2 separate regions of the Mus musculus genome follow, and region 1 is linked to region 2. A link is a contact called in public Micro-C data. All regions are on one chromosome and are shown on one strand. The core of a region is the stretch at or near the end of the contact, and the rest is flanking DNA. Distances in the headings are between cores, read along the strand shown. Region 1 has its middle 31 kb from the start of Fam160a1. Region 2 overlaps Gatb (glutamyl-tRNA(Gln) amidotransferase, subunit B).

Region 1 (3,191 bases), core at 129-2,628, 190 kb after region 2:
GACATATTTAAGACGCTCCATGAAGGGCTGAAGATGTGCCTCAGTGGATAGAGTGCTGGCCTTATAGGCACAGCCTTAAATCAGCCCCCAGCAGCCCCTGAGCCAGGTGGTAGCGTAAGCCTGAAATCCCAGCACTTAAAAGATAAGTGGGGGGCTGGTGAGCTGGCTTGCCAGGTAAGAGCACTGACTGCTCTTTAGAAGGACCTGAGTTCAAACCCCAGCAACCACATGGTGGCTCACAACCATCCGTAATGAGATCTAATACCCTCTTCTGGTGCATCTGAAAACAGCTACAGTGTAGATATAATAATAAATAAATATTTTATTTATTTATTTATTTTTTTTTTGGAAGAAGAAGTAGTAGTAGTTGTTGTTGTTGAGTGGGCAGGTCTCATCCTCAGCAACACAGTGAGTGTAACATCAGACTAAACTACATGAGACTGTGTCCAAAAGGGAAAAAGAACATAATAAAAAATTCCACAATGTACAATTCCAAAGTCCAGAATTGCTAGTATTTTTATGATTTCTATCTTCCTTTGAGTGAAGAAAAAAAATGACAGGAATATTTCCTAAGATAGAAAGGGAGCCACATTTGCTGCTTTTATCTTTGTGATAAATTTTGATGAAGGAAGGAGAGAATAAACACTACCCAGCATCCTTGAAACAACTCCACAAACAACAACCAAACTTAAAAGCAACACTTCCCTCCATATCTCCACCCAAATAATTCAGAAAATGACAGTCAGACTGGCAAGCTCCCAGCCCTGACACATGCCACAATGCCACCTTCTAGTCTGGTCTCTAGCAACATGTCATTTCCCTACAGCACTTTTAGGATGCCTGCCCATTTAGCAGTTATTGTATTGCCTGGCTTATGGCCCAATTTGTTCCATTTCACGCCGCCTAGTTTAAATACGTACGTGAGTTCTGTATTGCAGCAGAATGGCTGATGGGTTTCTCCAAGCACCCTGGATGTGCACCCAATAGCGACCTGCTTCGGTGCCTTCCTCAAATCTGCATGTAGCAGAGAAAGTTTGTTTGCTGTATGTTCAAAGGCAGCAGCAAGCACTCCTGCATAAATCAAACCTGGCGATGGAGACAGGAGTGCTCTAGCAAGCCAAAACGTAATTTATCTCCATTTACTTTTTGTCGGGACCACTACTTAGGCAGGCCTGAGGTCAGTTGTTCCATTAGTTTTTCCTTCAGCATCCAAAAGGACCAGGTTCAAACACATCTGTTGTATGAACAAGATATTTGCCTCTCACTGGGCTTAGGCTGGGAGAAGCATTCTTCACACCCAAAGCCACTGGCTACAAGGAACACCTGACTTAACAGTGCTCGCGCGGGCTGCTGTTCACAGCTGCACAGTGTTTATTCTATGCTCTCGCTGTACGAGGTGTGATGCCTTCCTGGCATCCAATGGCAGGAGCTCAAGGTGGGAAGCAGTGAACCACAAGCTTCAAGGAAAGCTTTTCGGTTTCGTTTTCCTAGGCAACGAACAGAATCCTAATTGTCAAAACTAGTACTCCTTCAGAATCAGAACGTCTCAAGGTTGTTCCCAAACCCTCAGCTAATGGTATTAAACGAAGCAAAAAGAAATACGGCCTATGATGAACAAAGATTTCTTTTACATAAAAATCCACATGTAACTGTTGGGGCTTTTGCAGCTCGTTTCACTCCACCGCACTTGTGTTACGAGGAGAAATGCAACAGCAACAGCAAGAGCTCATTTTCCAGGAGTTGAGAAGTACAGAGGTGAACAGAAAACAGCGGCTTTCAACGGTCGGTGGTGAGTGTGGTTGCTTTACTCTGACATAATTGGTAAAACGGGCCGAGTACCTTTAATTATGTCACAAGATTTTAAACCCTTTACTCTGCAAACAGCTGGTGCCCTTTAAGGAATCCGTACAACTTTTAAGTGAGAAATTTTGATTTGTTGGGAGCATTTCCCCAGGTTATCTTCTCTGCCCAACAGCGCCTCAGTTCAGAGATGGAGCCTAACAGCACCCCTGCATTCCATGGAGCCTGCCTGTCCTGGACTGGATCACAAACCCAGGAGAAGCTCACAGAACATCGTGTAGCATGGTGGCCTTCAAGCCAGGGAGCTGACACTGGAATACTAGCTGGGCCGGAATTCCAGAGTCCTGCCCTTTCTATTGAATGGAGGGGTTCCACAATATGATGACACTTCAGAGTGTGAAAATAAGATAGTCATCAAAATGCAGAGCAAAAGAGATAAAGCTGACCTGCCATTCAAGATGATTCCTATTTATGTCCAGTATTTATTATAGTTTCTCAAACCAGAGAGCCTTGAGCACATGTCAAGAGCTTACCACTTCCAGAGGCACTTCCAGCTGACCTCCCTGTGCCTATCCTCCAGGGCAAGGTTTTCCCTGGAATACTAACTTGTTCATGGTAAGCTTCTCAGAGTCCCACAGTGGCTCCCAACCTCCTGGTAAGCAGGATGTATAGAGCTCTGTCCTGCCCGGTCACTGCCATAGCCCCACATGCCAAAACTCACAGCCAGAGTGGAGTCTGTGCTCTCATTCACCAGCCAAGGTCACATGAACTTCCACTCCAAGGAGACAGGATGGCACGTGTTGCTGCCAAAAAAAAAAAAAAAAAAAAAAAAAAAAAAAAGAGAGAAAAAAGAAAAAAAAAATGGCCCAAGGAAAGCCAAGAAGAGAGACTGTGGATTGGAACATCTGGATAGTATAGTAGTCCTGGCCTTTCTATTATCCTGTCATGAGTAAAACTCTGACAGCCCAGCTCTTCCACTATAAAAAAGAAGTACTAGGTCCTCTCTACTGACATTCAACTCTTTCTCCTTCCCCAACACTTCCAGTAGGAATAATAAAAACACACAGAAGATTAATTAATAGCACTTAAGAAAACATATACTCAGGAAAAAAAAATGTATGGGAAACTAACTGAGTTAACCCAGAAGAGATTGTTCTTGACTTCGCTGGCCCAGTGACAGGAAAGGTGCAGATCAAAAGCTCCAGTTGTGTCACTGAAGTCTGGGTTTATTCGCATGTTACTTGGTATAACTACTAGGAGGTTAAGGCGATCACTCAGCTGGTAATATGCTGAACATTACAAGCATGAGGACCTGAATTCAACCCCCAGGATCCACATTCAAAAAGCTGAGTGAAGTGTTGTGCACTTGTCTCAGCCCTACAGAGGTAGAA
Region 2 (3,364 bases), core at 254-2,753:
GCAAATGAAAGGCAACTACAAGATGACAGGATGTTCTCCAAAGGGAATAAAGCCACTAAGTCCTTCCGACGAGACCGTATTTAAGAAAGAGTAGAGGCCCCACTCTCTAATTTAACAAACTCTATGACACACCTCAGATATTGGGGAATACAAGAGCAGAACTAAACTTGTATTTACCATAATTGAGAGTCATGTTCTAAACTACTACAGTGACACACACACACACACACACACACACACAGAGAGAGAGAGAGAGATTAAGTGATTCTTTTGGCCATTTATTAGAGGCGCCCACGCTCCCCTTCTCCTTGTCCTAGACCTCTAGTTAGAAACTCTGATTTGTTTTTCTTTTAGAGGAGGGGTGGGAGTGGAGTTGTCATTGTTTGGTTTCCACTATTGTTTTGTTTTTTACATTTTTAATTGGGTAATAAATACATGCTTTAGATTGCCTTGAGACAGACTTCTAGTCACGGGATTCATTCACCAAGGTTTCTTTTTGTTTTACACACAAGATAGAAGTAAGTCACTTTCCTGGAGTGCTTTCCATCTTCTTCCTTTTTTTCTCTCCCAAAGTTCAAGTGATGGAGATCCTTTCTTCTCTCCATCCTCACAACCCTCACCCATATTCAAGCTGTCACATGTGCCTTGGCTCCTGTCCCTTGGCATAGTGAACTGCTGTCCTAGCAGCCTGACTTCACAGATTTTCATGTTACCCAGCTTATTATCAGGGTGGGCATATTCTATTTTTAATAGATATAAAGTAATACAGCATGAATAAGTGCTTATGATATAGTTATATAAAAATACTGGGAAATGTTCCTCTTATTATTCTCTCGTCTTGAAACTCATATCAGTTAATTCTGGAAATGAAGCCCACATCATGGGGCTTCAAGTTCTAAACAAATGCACTGTGTCTTTCATTGTAACAGCTTACCAAGACTGTCCTTCTGCCAGTTTTTAGAAAGGCTTGTCACATGGCAAATGGCCAAGCAGCCTTAGCCTTCACCAGCAGGTGATGGATTTTTCCAAAGGTCTCCTGGCACGGAGTATTATTTAAAAATAGGAAGATAAATACCAGGTGAGACTGCCCAAAGATATGAAGGTGATTGCATCTAGGAACAGAACTGGGAGTTGAGGTTGGGGTTGGGCACCACTGCTTTTCAGTATCAGTTAAAGTATTAAAAATTAAGGCAGTGAATAAAGACAAGTGGGAGGAAGCACCTTTCAAAATCAGATGTCTTCAGAGCACAGGAGGAAAGACCAAGGGCAAGGGGGAGATGTGACTCTCCTCACATAAACACAGATACGTTTTGTGGGTTCAGGCATGGGACATGGAAGAAGCCCTTGTCAGTTTGTCCTCTTTAGCTAACATGCCCTAGCATCTCTCGCTCCTGTCGATGTCAGTGTCTCTGCTCTCTGGCTCTGTGGGTGATAAGCTCAGTCCTTGTGTGCTTGCAGCTGTTCTGCCTTCTCCCTCAGTCTGCAGTGAAAGCGTAGGATTCCATGTTGACATTTATTTCTCCTCAGCACTCTGAAGATGCATTCCCTTTCCTCGGGCATCTGTTACTGCTGATGAGGAGTCTGTGTCTGTAGGTAATTTGTCCTCTCTGGAAGTGTTAGCCAGGATGGTTCCAGGTGTGGGTTTGTTATCATCTGCTCTTCTCTGTGTTCAATGTGATTTTCAACCTGACTGTACCCTGAACTGTAGAGATGTCTCTAGGATGAGTTCATGACAGCTTGTGCCAGGGCCCCATGGTCTTTATTGAATGAAAAGTTTTCTGCATTAATTTCCCAACCTACTACAGCTTAGGTAGTACCAGAGTCCTGCCATGCACTGGAGCCAGATGCAAGGTCAGGGATCTGCCTTTTCAGAGTTGTCTTTCTCCATGACCTGAGGTGGGTGCCTTCTCCATGTCTACTTCCCGCTGGTGACAGGTCTGACTGGACCAGGAGTTTTGGCTCAAAGCTTTCTTCAGGGAGCCACTCAAGATCTTTCCCTTCATGGGCTCAGCATCTTGACTTCTGCTTCAGGGTGTCTTCAGATGCCCACAGCTGGAGTTTTCAGCTGCGTTTACAATAATGATCTACTAACAGAGTGCTTGTTCTGTGGCAGATTAGCTTATTTTAACCTCCTAACAACCCAGTGAGGTAGTTACTATGGTTACCGCAATCAGAAGGTAAGTGAAGAAGCCAGGATTAAAACCCTATAGTGTGGCTTCAGAGCCCATGCCCTTGTCCCAGAGCTACCCTGACACCTGTGTCTGCCTATGGCCTTCATGGCCTTAAACTCACAGCTCAGCTTTGTCCCCAGGTGACTCTTTTTGCAGATGAGCTTGACTATTGTTTGTTAGGTGTGTGCTCATGCATGTATGTGTATTATAAACATCAGTATGTACAAATGCATGTATGTACAAATATAATGTCTTCTTCGCCTTTTCAACCCATGTTTACTGACTATCTGTGCCCTGGCTGCTTCTGTCAAGGTTGCCATCCTGACCTGGCTGCCATAACTGGTTCTGAAGTAGTGACCCTTCTGAATGTTATTTAGGAGCACAGATATTTTATCTTATTATTTTATCTTAGTTTTAGGATTTTATGGAATTCCATTATGAATCTTCAGACTGAAAAGGTCAGTCAGCCCATTTTGCTGCTTATTGGCAGGATTACAGCCAAACGAAGGACAGCATTTTCTGTTTTTATTAGCAGGGGTGCAGCCTCATTTATTATTTTAACCTAGTAAAACTTCCTTCTGTGGTACAGATTGCCCTTAAATTATTAACTAATTATTGGCCTACAGAACTATAAACAGGATCCTAGGTTATTTGCTGTGAGCTGGTTATATCCTGCTTATCAGTATCATTCTAGTTTCTCTTGTTGAAATATTCTGGATGTGAAGTAGGAAGAAAATTAGAAACAAAATATATTTATTTGCTAAAATATCATAGGATTTACAAGTCTGTTCATTCTGTAATTGGCCAAATAATGTTTCCAGGAATGCTGAGAATTTATCAAGGCATCGGATATGTTTGGAATAAATGCTTGTGCAAGCCTGTGTGCTCATACACACACACAATGAGTGCACGTTCATTCCTTGTGATTTCAGCTGCCTGGGCCCTCCTGGTTCATTCCCAAAGAGGACAGTTGTCCATATTGCTGCTGATGGTAGGGATGCTCAGTGCGGCGCAGTAGATAAGGCCCTCTCAGAATCAGGCTGTGCCCCTGATGACATTAACTGGAGACCAGTGATCTGTTCTTGTGTTGCTTGTCTGGAAGCTCTTATCTGTATGTAACACCAAACCCCCTAGCAAACACAAGGCCTCTTTTTTCCAAAACTGGGCAAAGACATAAAAGCCATTTTTTTTCA

The links. A called contact is a pair of places that touch in the nucleus more often than the background predicts.
Region 1: a contact with region 2 is called in a Micro-C map of the AtT-20 cell line, with 3 times the contacts expected there. The contact joins two enhancer-like sites. A contact is called at or near these places in 5 of 39 promoter capture datasets (the 3T3-L1 cell line, hippocampal neurons and liver), 5 of 484 Hi-C or Micro-C datasets (the AtT-20 cell line, the HL-1 cell line, cerebral cortex and 1 more) and 1 of 9 other capture datasets (pancreatic islet).

What each region holds. Positions count from the first base shown.
Region 1 is chr3:85,775,518-85,778,708 of GRCm38.p6, forward strand. It overlaps a transcript of Fam160a1 not described here. Among named protein-coding and RNA genes, the nearest start is that of Fam160a1, 31 kb to the left of the region's middle. Within about 2 kb of position 1,379, at least 27 of the 459 cell types and tissues checked have an H3K27ac peak or open chromatin away from gene starts, as enhancers often do. A contact at or near this core is called in the AtT-20 cell line, where this site is marked.
Region 2 is chr3:85,581,933-85,585,296 of GRCm38.p6, forward strand. The region is part of intron 2 of Gatb (glutamyl-tRNA(Gln) amidotransferase, subunit B); the gene reads left to right. Gm46809 (a long non-coding RNA gene) reads left to right here. Exons shown (of 2, transcript XR_001783869.2): 1 at 1-1,593; 2 at 1,806-3,364. Among named protein-coding and RNA genes, the nearest start is that of Gm46809, 7.6 kb to the left of the region's middle. Within about 2 kb of position 1,504, at least 9 of the 459 cell types and tissues checked have an H3K27ac peak or open chromatin away from gene starts, as enhancers often do. A contact at or near this core is called in the AtT-20 cell line, where this site is marked.